Linked DNA regions of Anas platyrhynchos: region 2 is linked to region 1. A link is a contact called in public Hi-C data. All regions are on one chromosome and are shown on one strand. The core of a region is the stretch at or near the end of the contact, and the rest is flanking DNA. Distances in the headings are between cores, read along the strand shown. Region 1 overlaps DLGAP1 (DLG associated protein 1). Region 2 has its middle 15 kb from the start of TGIF1.

Region 1 (7,182 bases), core at 1,548-4,047:
TGTCCCCGACCCTGGGGACAGTGGGGAACACCTCCCAACAAACATAGAATAGAATCACAGAATATCCTAAATTGGAAGGGACCCACAAAGACTCCTGGCTCCACACAGAACTAACCAAAAACCAGACCACATGTCTGAAGAGTATTGTCCAAACACTCCTTTAACTCTGTCTGACAGGCTCAGTGCTGTGACCACTGCCCTGGGCAGCCTGTCCCAGTGCCCAACCACCCTCTGGGTGCAGACCCTTTTCCTAACCTCCAGCCTGACCCTGCCCTGTCCCAGCTCCATGCCGTTCCCTCGGGTCCTGTCGCTGTCCCCAGAGAGCAGAGCTCAGCGCCTGCCCCTCCACTCCCCTCGTGAGGGAGCTGCAGGCCGCCATGAGGCCTCCCCTCAGCCTGCTCTGCTCGGGACTGAACAAACAAATGGACCTCATGCACTCCATGCACATCTTGTCCTCTTTGTAGCCCTAAGCAAGGGCAAAAGGAATAAAATGTCCCTAGACCTCTGCATTGCATCCAGAATCTGCCCTGCTGGCAGTACAGCCTCTGTAAAAAGCAAATTTGGAGAAATTTCTGAGGTTGGACTTCCAGGGAGCAAGCAGCACAGGCTGACTTTGCTTGGACAGGCAAGATGAGATGGTGTGATCAGCAGGTTGTGCTGTTGTATCACTGGAAGCTATACCTCAGAACTCCATCCAGCTTGCTGTAAATTGCTTATGGCAAAGTGCACATTTATAACCAAAGAAAAAGGTCTTTTGAACACTTAGGCAAATATTCATCATGTCTTGCAATTAATGTAGCTTATGTCATATAAGATCTTATATTTGACCTGATGATATTCACATCATAGTCATCACCCACTTTCAAGATTAGATCATTTAAACAAACATGCTGCTCTGATGAAGTCATTGTGTTCTACTACCTCTGACTTAAGGTTGCAATATCTAAAAACGTTTCATCATACAACAATGAAACTTTGAGTAGCTGGTAGCATGCTTGTAAATGTCCAAGTTCCAGTGCTAAGGGTCTGGATTATTACTGCTGAGGTGAGAATTTTTCTTTTACTATCCTGTTTTAGTAGTCCAGAAGAAGATATTTTAAAATCATTCTAGACAACTAAATCCTTTTTTTTTTTTTTTTTTTCCCTATTCCTCTGTTCTACAACCCAAATAGAAAATGTTGTTTCACTTGTTTCCTGTTAACTGTCCCAGAAATTTTATACATCTGTTTTGGCCAAACAAAAAGCAGGCATGCTACCATTCTGCCAGATGACTAGAAACTGTCTGTTCATCTTGTTGACCCAGTTCCAACCAAATAGTGAATTTGGAACATAAAAACATTCCACCTGCCTAGGTCCAAGATAGATGAAAGACATTTGGGTAGTATTTAGTTGGCAGTGCCCAGAAAAAAAAAAAAAAAAAAAAAAAAAAAAGAGAGAGAGAAAATAAATAAATAAATAAATAAATAAATAAATAAAAGGATATGAGTAATTTCCAAAATAAAAGCTTTAAAGAACATATGTGATTTTGAGGATTACCATGTGCAAGAGGATTACTATCTGAGAGACAAAGAGAATAACAGATTACAGCACATTAAAGGGGAGTTGTTTTACATCAAAGGTGTAGTATGGTTACACATTTGATATAATACAAGGCCAGGGAGCCTTCTGTCACAGGGTTATTTGTAGCAAGGATCAGGGTGCCAGACAGTCAGGATTTAGTGTGAGCTTTCAAGAGAGAGACTCTTAACTTTTCTGATTTCAGCTCTGTATACCAGTGTTTAAAATACGCAAAGATATGTTTGCAGTCAGAAGTGAATTAACAACAACAATAATCAGCTTACAGATTCCTGTTCAGTGATATGCTGAAGAAAAAAAAAAAAAAAATCCCTCCAGAAATTTAGGTCAAATGTAAAAAGCCTACGTTTGGTTGGGGAGAACATCCAGCTGAATAATTACATGATTCTGTGGAAGGAATTTTTATTAAGCAGCCCAGCAAAATAGCCTCCTCTCCTTGGCAAAAGCCATATTTCAAATATTTATTTTTCTTCATCTTCTCTTGTAGATTTGTTTTCCTCAACTGATTACGGCAAAAATTTGGGGAAAAAATACTGTATGTTTACTTTTAAATTATTGTGTGGTATATTTTTAACATTAAGAAATTATATTTTCTAGTAAATTTTATATTAAAAAACGATGATCAGCATTACTATGGCAATGGATAGGTAGGGTCTAGCCCTAAGGACAGGAGCTTAATTCTCTTGCATCTTATTTTGCTTCCTCTGCCTGCAGATATAGCTTGTAACTCACTTGTTACAGCTTTGAGCCTTGAAGCTGTGACAGCATTCCTGTAAATAAGTTTGCAGCTGAATGGAAGTTCCACATTTTCTGTCCCAAGAGCAGAGCACAGCAATTCATTAACTCTGAACTACCATCCAGCCACTTGACATAGCCCTGTATGTATCCCGACTCTCTTGGGACTGTGTCGGTAAGTTCCAGTAGTCATCAAATAAAGCATCCAGACACATTGCAGTAAGCCTACTGTTAGTGTAATTAAATAAATGCAGGGAGCATGCTAATAAGTCTTTGGCAGAGCAAGCCGTTCAGCAGCAGCGAAGGTTGGCAATCCACTTCTCAGTGTCCAGGTGATGTTCACCTGCAATGTAAGTGGCCCTTGGGGCGATGTTTGCCCAACATGCATGCACTGTCCTTCCTGTCCACAGTGTGCAATACCAAGGAAACAGTATTTATGGTACACACATAATCTAGCAGGGTTTCCTGGTGCTGTGCCTGAGGAAGTAACAATAGCAGGCAAACACCAGAGGGAGTTATTGTTCTACTACAGATCTGTGAAAGGGACGCCTCGGGATACGGTGCTTTTAAATAGCGTGACTGTTTTCTAACCGAGTGAAAAGGCTCAGATGATACGGCTTTAGAAAAATGCAGATGGTGAAGCTATTCATTCTAGTGACGTTTGAAAGAGTTTGCATTCTTCACCTTTCTTCAGTGTTGACTCCAGTGTACTGGTGCTTTGTACCAAGGAATTGCTACACAGCGTCCACCTACAGTCTAATAACTTTTCAAGGTACATTTGTAATACAAAACAGGTCAGTGTTCAGAGCCAGATGAGCAGGAAATAAGAAATAACCATTTTCAAATATTTATTAAATAAGTCTTTTCTCTTGGTTCATCCACACTTGCCCTATCCCATACCCCGTACCAGTGTCTATGGTGGTCAGGTCAATGGACTCTCAGAGTCCTGGTCCCAAGGAGTGCTGCATGCTGGAACAGGACCAGGATGCAACCATCTCCGCAGGTGTCCCAGTTTTCTGTGGAAGCAAATATGGGTATATAGGTGGGAAAGAAACCAGTGGGATACTCATTGGAATTTTAAGGTTTTGGGGACTTTATATATGAGGACCCTATATACTTCTATCAAGCCTCTTATATATTTCTACCAAGAAAAAAAAAAAAGATAAGAAAAAGTTGCAGGACTGTTCTCTGCAACACTAGATCACAGGTCTCAATCCTGCAGCTAGATCTCAAACAGCTGAGGCACACCACTGTTCTGCTTCTGTAACTTTGTCCCGTGACTGCAAAGGATCCTTACTTCAGTGCACCACATGGTCTTGACCCAAAAGGCACAGTGCCAATACATAACTGCTCTGTGAGCCTCCAAGTGTTGTCAGCTTGCCCTGAGCTTCACCTGTAGCACACTATGGCTGTGCCTCTGCCCTTTCAGCAGCTAGACCTGTATTTTGACTCTGTGCCTGCTGAAAGCCAGAAACCCACAAAGCCTCAGATGGCGCACACCAGGAAAAGTCAGTCCCCTGTGCTCTTCATATAGAGGCTCTTGTAACCCCTCAGTTTTCAGTAACTGATTGAAAGAAAATACACGGGCAGCCCCAAGGTGAATCTGTGCCAGTATTTTTTAGAAAAACATTTAAGCAAGCAAACTGACTCAACTCCATTATACTTTACATAATACTGGGGCAGATGGGAAGCTTTTGCAGTTTGCAGCTGAAATTCCAAGACAATGGACTAAAACTAAGACTCACTCACTGCTTTTTCCCCACATGAAATTAGTGCTTCTGCACTGACTGCTCTTAGTTTCTCTTATTTACAAGATGCTTAACTTTCCACAGCCAGTACACTGTTTCACCTGTAGATTATGAAGGAAAGAGCATCTCATTACACAATCCAGCTGTCTTTTCAGCAGCAAAGACTTCAAAGTTCGGTTCTGAAAAGGGTATGCTGTAAAAATCATCTTTGATAAGACATTTACTTATTTACTTCATTTAGAAAAAGCAGAGTAAATCCAGGCAGAGCCCGATGTTAAATTATATACCCCTGACTTTTACTGTGCTGCCACCCTTAAGGATTCTGCAACAAAGCGCTTTTTTTTTTTTTTTTTTTTTTTAACATTCTTATTGCAGGTGTGTAGGTGTGTAAGCTGCAACAAAGACCAGCCTATTCCTTTTTCAGGTGCGTCAGCTTTCCAGAGCTTACCATCATAAAAAGAGGATCTTGGCATTGTTATAATGGTGAACAGAGAAGATGCTTAATACATTCAGGTTGTTGACACAGTAGAGATCTTTTTAAAAGATCTGGTTGTTATTAGAGGTTGGTATTTAATTTTTGATTCATTAAAGCAGAAGCATACACAAATTATCAGGCAGTAAATCTTTTTCTTCCAATAGGTAAAAAGAACCCTAAGAGAAGTAGAAACAAATCCTCATCTTAATTATACCAACATAAATGTACAGGAGAAATGTATATAGGTAATTGATGATGTGCATAGGTGCCTGGTAAACTTCACAGAAAGTCCTACACAGACCAAATGTTTAAGTAGGTTTGCTTATGTAAAGGTATTTAAATATCAGTATTGCTGTGAATTCAGGCCTGATTCCCTAGCTAGAAGGTAATACATTGCTCCTAATTGTGAAGGTATAAATCAGTGTACAGATTTCAAAGTACCCACAATATGAAGAGAAGTAAGGGTTACATATGAAGGCCAACTTCACCTTAGGAAAGCAAATTTTCCTCAGCTGTTTCCATAGCCAGTGAAAAGACAGGCACCTAATGTTAGGCTGTAGTGACAGCACGCTGTATTCAGAAGCAGTACTGTCATACAGTGTCTGTGTCCCTATTTCACAGCTTACTGCTCCCTCCAGCTCTGCTGATACAGCTGCTTTCTGGAGCTGTGCTGTGAATCTGGCTTTTAAAAAAATAGCCAAGGGAAAGGTAGAAAAGCCTGAATTTGAAAGATGAGATGTGAGTCATGTACCTGATCTGGCTGGCAGAACCCTCCAACAGCTGTGCTTTGGTACAAGTGGGGATGTAGCAATGCAGAAGTAGCAATGCACAAGTACCTGCATTAGTACTACCATGGAAAACAGCTACCATCAAACCTTGACCTTAGTAAGTGCTCTGAAAGGAGCTGCAAGGAGCTACTGTGAACCTTCCCTTCATTGTGGACTTTTTCACCACAGACATTTAAACATTTCCACGTGACATTTCCATGTGAGGCTAAAACATTTCTGTGTGACTTGCCCACAGCTCCCAAATAGTGCAGGTGTTTCTTCTGCAACAGACTTGTGGCACTGTGATGAAGAGAAATGATACTTTTTTTAAAGTAGCTTTTATGATGAATCGTACTGGCTGGCCTGGAGAACATTGGCTTGCTAGGGAATACAGAGCATCTGCACAAGAGCTCATGGGTTTAACCAATGTCCTTCGTTGATTACTGATACCCCAAAGAAGCTGACAATAACCTATTGTCATGACTCAAAACACAGAAACATGGTGAATATCCCTTAAGACTAAAGCTCAATCGCAAACACAGGAGCTCGGTCACTGATCTGTTGTGCTGTATCTATTGGTGCATGACAGAAAGAACAGAAACTCACATGGGTACATTAAAAAAAAAAAAAAAAAAAAAAAAAAAAAAAGCTAGATATAGCACAGAAAACCTCAGGGCATGACACTGGGGTGTGAGGGAGGGAGATATGGAGTGACTATTTTTGGTTAAGTTATGTGCTGACAGCAGCTTAGATTTGTAAGATAGAAATCTTTCTCCTACTCTTCCAGGCTTGAAGGAAGTCAGACTCCCTTTATTCTTTGTTAAAAAAAGGGTGTAGAGATTGATGCTTACTCCATCACTACAGTCCTTTCCCAGCAATAACAACCATCTAACCCGAAACTGACTAGCATCTCAAGTCAAAAAAGGAATAGCAGTACAGTGTTTTTGGATGAGGCAGACATGAAGGAAGGTGACATGCTTTTGAATGTAACGTTTACTAATCAGATAAACATACCTGTGGAAATGACAAGGCATCTAAATTGTTTGAACAATAGTATTTGTGTAAAACCAGGGCGCACTGCAAACAGTGTATTCAAAAGAAATCATTGTGATATTACCTTAAAGCTCAGGTTTTGCCAGGCAACGTGTACAGCCAGCAGACAAGGCATTTGTAATGGGAAGAATCATTTCTCACTCGGATCTTTCAGGATCGGTGTCTGTGAAAATAAATCCCACACCTGAGGGATAAGAACAAGGATAAAAAGGTCAGATTGCCCTTGGGAAAATATGGCTTGCAATGCTCTTATAGTTCTTCTTCTTTAATAACACGTTTTTAGAAACCCGTGTTTTTGAATGCCTACTTTGAACAGTGCCTACCCTTTGTGTCTCTTTCATAAGGCCTTATCCCCTACAGTAAAATGAACTTCAGTCACAGCAGCATGTGCCTGCAAATGTCAGACTGCAAAAGAGAAGCACTGGACAACAGTCCCAATGGCAACATGGAGACTGATTTCCAGGGGTGAAACTCTTGAATGACATTTGTCTCTATGACCAGCTTATTCATTTCCTTCATTTCTGTCTTATGTCTTTACATCAAGATATTGGGACACTTCATTTGATGTTTGTCATCTTTAGAAACTGTAGCCTTACCAAAAGTATATACCTCATCGATACGAAATACGGTGTCTCTTACACCACATTTACCCTAACTCAGCCATTTACAAGGTAGTGTGACATCTTATTTGAAAGAGTTTACGTATCAGTTAGAAGCTCAGCACTCCTTTATGTCCCCTGACTGGTTTATTCCTCTAATGTTAATAAAGGATGTTTGGGTGGAAAGTTTACCTGACTGGAGCCTGACTTAGAGCCTGGTGTAATTTTAT
Region 2 (7,182 bases), core at 2,049-4,548, 76 kb after region 1:
AAGTCTTCCACCTAAAGACTTCATCAACCTGATCAGGAAATAGTCGTCCGATAAAAACCCCAAATCCAACACTTTTTCTGCAGCTGTAGTACACTACAATAAAACATGGCCTCGCCGTTCTGCCAGCCCTTGCCAGGTAAGAGTGATTCAGCACGAGCAGGGCAGGACATCCCCTTGCTTCTCCCGAACAGGAACATGTTGTCCCTTAAACCCAGACTGAGGAAGTCTGTAGCAGAGACGTACTGATAACACGTGGAGATACGTTAGCAGCTGTGGAGGAGCCCGCAGCGGAAACCAGGTGAGTTAATATTACACACCTATATGGCAGGGGCGGGCACTGCAGAATGGCTTTTGGCCCAGCACCAAGCTTCAGAAAACACTGCAGGCCAGCTCCCTGCTGGCGGTATCACGTTCGGGAAGGAGGTGACAGCTTCTACAGCTGAGAGTGTCGAGCTCGGCTGTCCCCTCCTCTGGGTGAGGACAAGGCCCTGGGAGCTGTGCTGCACCACCACGCACAGCCGGGCCACGCCGGGCCACCGTCTATCAACCAAGCACACACAACTTCTTCGGACTTCAAAGGCAGAGTTGGAAAAGGCTCATTATTCCCAAGAGTGCTCCCAAGATTTATGTACTGTCACCCATCCGGGCGGCGAGGGATGTTTGCCCGTACCTGGTGTCAGATGAGTTCAGGGAGCAGCAATTACAATGCTTGCGCAGTCGAGAACGGCTGCTGGCTTGTTGTGCCTCCTCGCTTCATTGCCAGCACAGCTCACCAGCGGCAAAAATAAATAAATGCAGAATATAAATACTAAATCCACCACCCAGATCCAGACCTTCCAAGGTGTGAGCCCAAAAGCATCCCCAGTATCCCCCTTCTCCCTTGGCCATTGCAGCCCTCAATTTCGTAAACTATTCATGCTTCCCACAACCTGCAGCTCATCTGGGGAGGCTCAGGGTGCTGGCCCCCTCTGGAAAATCTCGTAACTTTTCACTACAGCCCCTGACACCACCCCACACATGCACACCCTGTGGGGCCATCGCCGGCGGGTCCAGCTGCGCTGCGCAAACACTGCCGTGCCCTTTCTCCCGGCACAGCAACAGCACAGCCCTCGCTCCCGGCTTGCCAGAGGGCTGCTGTGGACACGAAGCGGCAACTACAGACGCTTTCCCAAGGTCTGGTTAATGTTTCAGCACCTACCCATCACGGATTGTACTTTGAGCCATGGGCAGCATGTTGTTGGTGATCCTGGCATTTATACTCTTGTTTCCACCAGTTGGGTGCCTTCTCTTCTCTCTTTTTTTTTTTACAAGCAGGCCGACAGGAGAGATCTCGTGTCATAGTAAAGCGCTCGGTCTCCGCCTACTTCAGTGAAAAACACTCTGCCACCAGCATGACTTCCGTGGACTTTGGGGCTCTTTGCACCTGAGAAGAGGCTGAGCCGTGGATGGAGGCTCTGAGCTCAGCCGACAGTGCAAAGGTCTTGTTTTCCTTGTAGTGAAAAGGTTCAGGGCCGGGCTTCTGTTTTAAGTTCTCGATTATCACAGTAAATCACGAGGAGTTGTAAAGTACATAGAACAGAGATTGCACGCTGGTTAAGAATTATCGCTGAGGTGAAAAAAACAAACAAAGCCAGCACAACAAACTTGCACCCAGTTTCGGTAGCGCTGCCCCACATTCCTCTGCAAGCTGTTCTGCACCTGTGCAACACTCGCAGCCTAGGAAAAATGATGGAGCCTGCCCTAAAAGCAGGTTGCATCCTCAGGCATAGCATGGCACAGCTGCCAGAGGAGTCTTGTTGGTGTAACCAAGTAATGGAGGGCTCATCCTGCTCTCTTGACAGCTTTCTGCAGGTCCTTCAACGTGCAAATTAAAGCAAGTCAGGTGAAGTACCAGAGTCCAGTGTCTTGTCACTCATCTTGTGCACCAAACATAATAAAGGAGAGGGAAAGGATCTGGTTTAAGTGCTACGAAGTGCGGTTGTTGTGAACGCAGTGATGGATGCACTCCTATGCTATACCCAAACTGTCTCTCACGAGGGTTTGCAAAATCTTTTGCAAATCTGGGAAAGAGGAAAATTCCCATTTTGCACGGAGTTAAAGTCCTGCCTGACAGCTCCCCAGCTGCGGGTTGTGCCCCGCTGTGCTGCTGCTGCCTCCTGCCCTGGTCAGGCTCTGGTGCAGCCTTGGCTCCCCTCAAGGTTCTCAAAGAAATTGTTTTGTCTCTTGCTGTCAGATTCACCCACCCATGTGCAAATATCCCTTAACTGGCCAAAGTCATGGGGATTTAGAGGCAAAACATGAACACTGCAGTCCCTGTGGCTATTTGGAGAAAAAACACAGCCAAAGAACCCAGCTTGCTGACTCTGCTGGTAAATGCCACCAGTGTTCATGAAAAGAGCTATGGAAACCTCCCAGCACCCAAGGATTGCACAACTGGGCTGTGAGCAGTTCGCAGACACAGTCACAGCAGGAACAGGAGCCCTGGGAACTTGCAGAACAGTGACATGGGAGAGCCAGGTTTGCCAAACCATCCAGCCATGATCCACGAACCAAAAGCTCCAGCAAGAGCCATCTCCCCCCCAGCCCACCAGCCCTGCAAAGCATCCCCTTCTCTATGCATTTGCGTAAGTGCCTGTGCATTTCCTGCAGTCCCTGGGCAGCAGATAGAGCTGTGCTTTGACATTTTACGTGATCAAAGGCAGATTACGCTGCTATCACCAGAACAGTTAAGATTTTACACGTTTTTAGATATCTCTTTTTACAGATCAAACCCTGATGTATCCCAAGGAAGTGAGCTCAGACAAACCACAGAGCCGAGGAGTGGGAAGGACTGCGTTTTTCTTCTCCTTATCCCTAACTGAAACGTTTGCTTCTTTCCGAGGGCTTTCTCAACACCCGTAGGTGTCCTCCGGTACCAGGCAGCGCTTTCTGGCTGCCTTTTAAAATCCGCAGGGCTGGGCTCCCAGGATGCCTCGCAGTGGGGGATTTCCTTGGGAGGAAGCGCATCCCGCAGGGAGGGAGGCACAGCGAGTTCTGCCTCGTCCTTGCACAAGCGATGCACCGGGGCTGCAGCTCTCCCTGTGCCTTGCAGGCGATGCCCGGCCAGGAGCATGTGAAGGAGGGCTGGGGCAAGGCGAGGGTGGAAGGCAAATCTGCAGGGGAACAGAGAGGCTGAAAGCAAGTTCCCTCCAGGTTCAGCAAGCACAACAAAGCGGCTAGCGGGGTCACGTTTCCTGCCTCAGCAGAGCCGCCAGCAAGTCATTTTTTGAGGCAGATGCAGAAAGTCTGACTAACATGGGCATCAGCTGATCCGTGCTGCCCGCCTCGCTCGCTCGACCCCGTGGGAGGAAACCTGAGCTTTCTGAATCACCCCGCTTGGAAGGAAATTTCTCAGAGCGGAAATACCTGCTGCTTACGGGTGTAAATAGGAAAGAAAATGATGCACGCACAACCCCAGCCCACATGGATGCTGCTTGTTTCAATTAGAGGGAGCTCGAGAAACTGCTTGCTGACCAGGGGACCCACACCGCTCCTGCTGCCCCCAGGTTCCCAGCCAGGTTAAGGAGCAAGTGGGAACTCTCCCACTGAGAGACCTGTGTCCCCATTACCTCCTCCTGGGGTCCAAAAGATAGTAGGGAGTGCCACCCTCCCTTCAGAGGGTGGCCAGGACCTTCCCTCTTGCCCCCATGAGCAAAGTAGGTGAGATGTAAAACCAGATGTCTCGCAGATTCAGCACATATCTATTAATTTACTGACCAGGCAAGGAGATGAAGTTGGCTGAAGCTGCTTGTGCAGGAGCAAGGGGGTTCAGGTGGAGGGACTGGTAGCTTTACCACACAGTATGTGCTTTGCAGATGTAAATCTCTGAACTACAAGGAGATATTTACAGGAGGTTTTCCCATGTATCACCAGCTAAGGGAGAAAAACTTTTGAGGAAGCCTTTGTAGAAAGTTGGCAGCGTACCACTGAAAATACCTTGGCTGAGCACAAGCCAGCTGAATTGAACATGAAGAATGAGTTACAGCAGCAACCGCCTAGGTAGCATTTAATACGATAACCTGAACTAACCTTTAGCTAAGGTTGGCAGAGGAAGGTCTGCTTCATACCTCACCTGCTGGGAAGTCCACCTGGGGAAGCTTCTCGGTTCTTAAAAACACCCGATGGATTTTATTACTAATTGCTCTTCTTTTAGGCTTATGTCTGCCACAGCACAGAAAGCAGAAGCTAGAAAAAAAAAAAAAAAAAGCCAGACTACACAGGGAAGATGTGCGTCCTCTCATGAACAGAAGTTGATTCGTTTGCATCAGAGCCAGATTTGTTGTGGTTAGTTTAGTGGACTAGCAAGGATGAGATGACTTTCCAGGCAGTACAAAACCAGTCAAAATAATCTCTATCCTACTTAAATGGGCTATGCATAGCATTATGTAAGCACTGTCAAGTCAAACGGATAGAGACGATAGAGGGAGAGTTCAAACAAGGAATGATACTAGACGTACAAAAGAAAACAAAATAAGACATTCAGCACGAGGTCAGGCAATCAGAACATCGAGGCTAGAAGAGGAAGTGAAATTACAGGCTCTGGCAAAACAGCTGAATGCTTACTCAGTCAAATTGCAAAACTGTTGTGATCCTTACCATCAGTTATGTGTCTGCTGTCCAGAACTTCTTCCAAGGCAAGTTACGCACAAAAGCAAGCTGGAGGCCATCATGTGCTTCCTACAATCAGTCGAGTGATTTTTTTTTTTTTTTTTTTTGAAGTAAAAAGTAGTTCTAGTAAAATCTATAAGCTGGTGGCAATTTATGATCGAGAATGTCTTTTCCAGCAGCAGCTTCTAGAAGAGAGATGAAGAGGCTGAAAGCCCCTAGCCAAACACTAAAATGTGTTCACCAATAAACAGAAATTAATTTTGCTCCTGCAAAAGACCTAGAACACTAGAGGCAAAGTTGCAGTAGGGAAAACTACTCATTTTTACGCTGCAGCTAGATAGGACAAGGATAAGTCTCTCTGGCCCTACTTGTTCATTTGTAGTGGCGGAAGCAGGAGCACGCTTGAGGAATTAATTGGGAATTATTTCCTTACTATTGATAAAGATTAACATTCTCCAAAAGTAGCTGAGCTTTTCCAGTCCATGAAATGCTTCGGTTTCTCTTCAGATCCTATAAATATGATTCTGTATGTCACTGATGGAGGAGCTCCAGGAACCTCTGCCTGGGCAGCATTTCCCCAGCTCTATGGCAGCGATGCAGAGGCTCAGAGAAGCCATGGAAACATAGGTACCTGCTGCAAAACCCACAGCACCAGACTGAACTGCTCTTGCCACCGTCAGCTCAGTTCTCTTCATCATCAGCCAAACGATTTGACAAAAGGCTCACAACAAACACCACGTGCAGGGTTCATAAAGTTCCTTGCTGCAAGAGGCTCACACTGCCACACACCTACCGGCAGGGCTCACTGCCCAGGGCTGGCTGCAGTGAGAGGAAACAGCCACAGCCCCGGTCTGTGGTCTTGGAGAAGTTGTCCAAGCACTGATGGGGACAGGCAGCTGCCAGCTGCTCGCAGTCAGCCCAGTTTTGCACCCAGTTAAGTCACGGTTTCAAAGCGCTGCTACCTGCACGCACGTCTACAGGTTCCTTACACATTGGTGCAAGCAGCTGAAAGGGCAACACTAACAAGTCTGTCAGTGGAAATACACAAAATCTGACCAAAACCCTGCTCTCCAGTGGTACAGTGAGGAGCTGGGAGACAGCTGTGGCCTACTCAGGCCTGCACCAGCCTTGGCAGCTGGTGCATGTTAGGTAGAGGGGCCACACGGCAGTTCTGCTGTTGGTGCCTACCCCAGCCTGCAAGCTGGCACGGCCAGCCTGGTGACACTTGCCAGGAGTAGTCCCGATGCCAAAGCCTTCAGAAAGCTTTGTAAAGGTGAGCTGGAAGCCAAGTGAAGCTGCAGTTTCAGAGGGAGAGGTGAGCAAAATTGCTGAATGCTACAGCTTTGTGCTGTCAGCAGCCACGGGTGCAAACCTTGGATGGAGAAGGCAGTCAGAGCGCTGGCTTGGTAGTGCAGTCATAATGACTTTTTTTGCTTTTCTGTGTTCACAGATCTCCAGGCACTCGTTGTCATGACAGAGACCAGAGCAGACAGTGAATGGCACACAGCACACGTGGATGCAATTACCACGTCTGGAACAGCGACAGCTTTAAGTGACGTTTTGCTAGAGAGAGTGGCTCGTCTACGCTCTTTCCCCTTAGTCCAGACACCGGAGCTGATGGAGAAGAGCCTGCTAACCTAGGGAAATGGGACAGGGACGTAAGAGCTCAGGCAGTCACTGAACAGGAGACTTAAAACAAGTCATGTCCTGAGAAGCAAACACGCGCTGTGTTTGTGCCAATAATCCCTACTTGGCAAAAGCCACGGGGAAAGTTGACAACTGCAATACGCCAAGAGGAGGAAGAAGGAAAAAAGAAAAAAAAAAAAAAAAAAAAAACAAGAACGAACTTTAAAAGAGCTAGGAAATACTACAGGAACAGCTCTCAAGTGTGAACAAGAAAAATGTCTGGTGAAAACACACCTTGACGGGTGCACAGTGCGGCCTCAGTGCTGTTGGCTGGGAGCTGAGGGCTGGCGGGGGGCTCCAGGAGGCTGGGTTTCCACTTTCTTCCTCTTCCAGAGGGAAACCACGATCGTCATCCCCCACCATCCCCCCCACACAGCTATTTCACCAAGCCAGCCACATCCCCAGCTTCTACCTACTTTCTTCTGCCACTCCTTTCCTGCTGAGCTTAGCACCCGTACCCCTGAGATCTTTCCTTCCCAAGTACACAAGGCCAGCAGCAGCTCTTTGAGGGTTTTATGGACACACACGTTGAGTTCATGACAGAAGCCAGGAGATGTGTGTGCAATGCTGCAGCCCCCGCCCCGCCATCCCACGAGGTGCCTCCCCCCCTGCACGCACACATGGGGAAATGCCGGCCCCAAGATCCCCTCCTGATAGTAATCATCTTCACTTCAAGCAGGGATTTATCACACACAGCTGCCAAGTGGTGTTTACAAGACGCAAAAGCCAGGAAAACAAGGTTGACTAAGCCTGCGTGCGAGCTGTCTCGGCTGGCGGAGATCTGTCATACCTCCTAGGTCACTCAGGCTCTTCCCGGCCACATGCTCCCCAGCACAGCACGGCACTGCT

Evidence for each region. A called contact is a pair of places that touch in the nucleus more often than the background predicts.
Region 2: a Hi-C map of skeletal muscle shows a contact between it and region 1, with 2.3 times the contacts expected there. The contact joins two enhancer-like sites. A contact is called at or near these places in 2 of 8 Hi-C or Micro-C datasets (F5 follicle and skeletal muscle).

Annotation. Positions count from the first base shown.
Region 1 is chr2:52,666,569-52,673,750 of IASCAAS_PekinDuck_T2T, forward strand. The region is part of intron 6 of DLGAP1 (DLG associated protein 1); the gene reads left to right. It overlaps LOC106015381 (a long non-coding RNA gene), which reads right to left. Exons shown (of 3, transcript XR_005263328.2): 2 at 6,418-6,537. Among named protein-coding and RNA genes, the nearest start is that of TGIF1, 91 kb to the right of the region's middle. Within about 2 kb of position 2,798, at least 3 of the 8 cell types and tissues checked have an H3K27ac peak or open chromatin away from gene starts, as enhancers often do.
Region 2 is chr2:52,742,068-52,749,249 of IASCAAS_PekinDuck_T2T, forward strand. No RefSeq gene overlaps it. Among named protein-coding and RNA genes, the nearest start is that of TGIF1, 15 kb to the right of the region's middle. Within about 2 kb of position 3,299, at least 8 of the 8 cell types and tissues checked have an H3K27ac peak or open chromatin away from gene starts, as enhancers often do.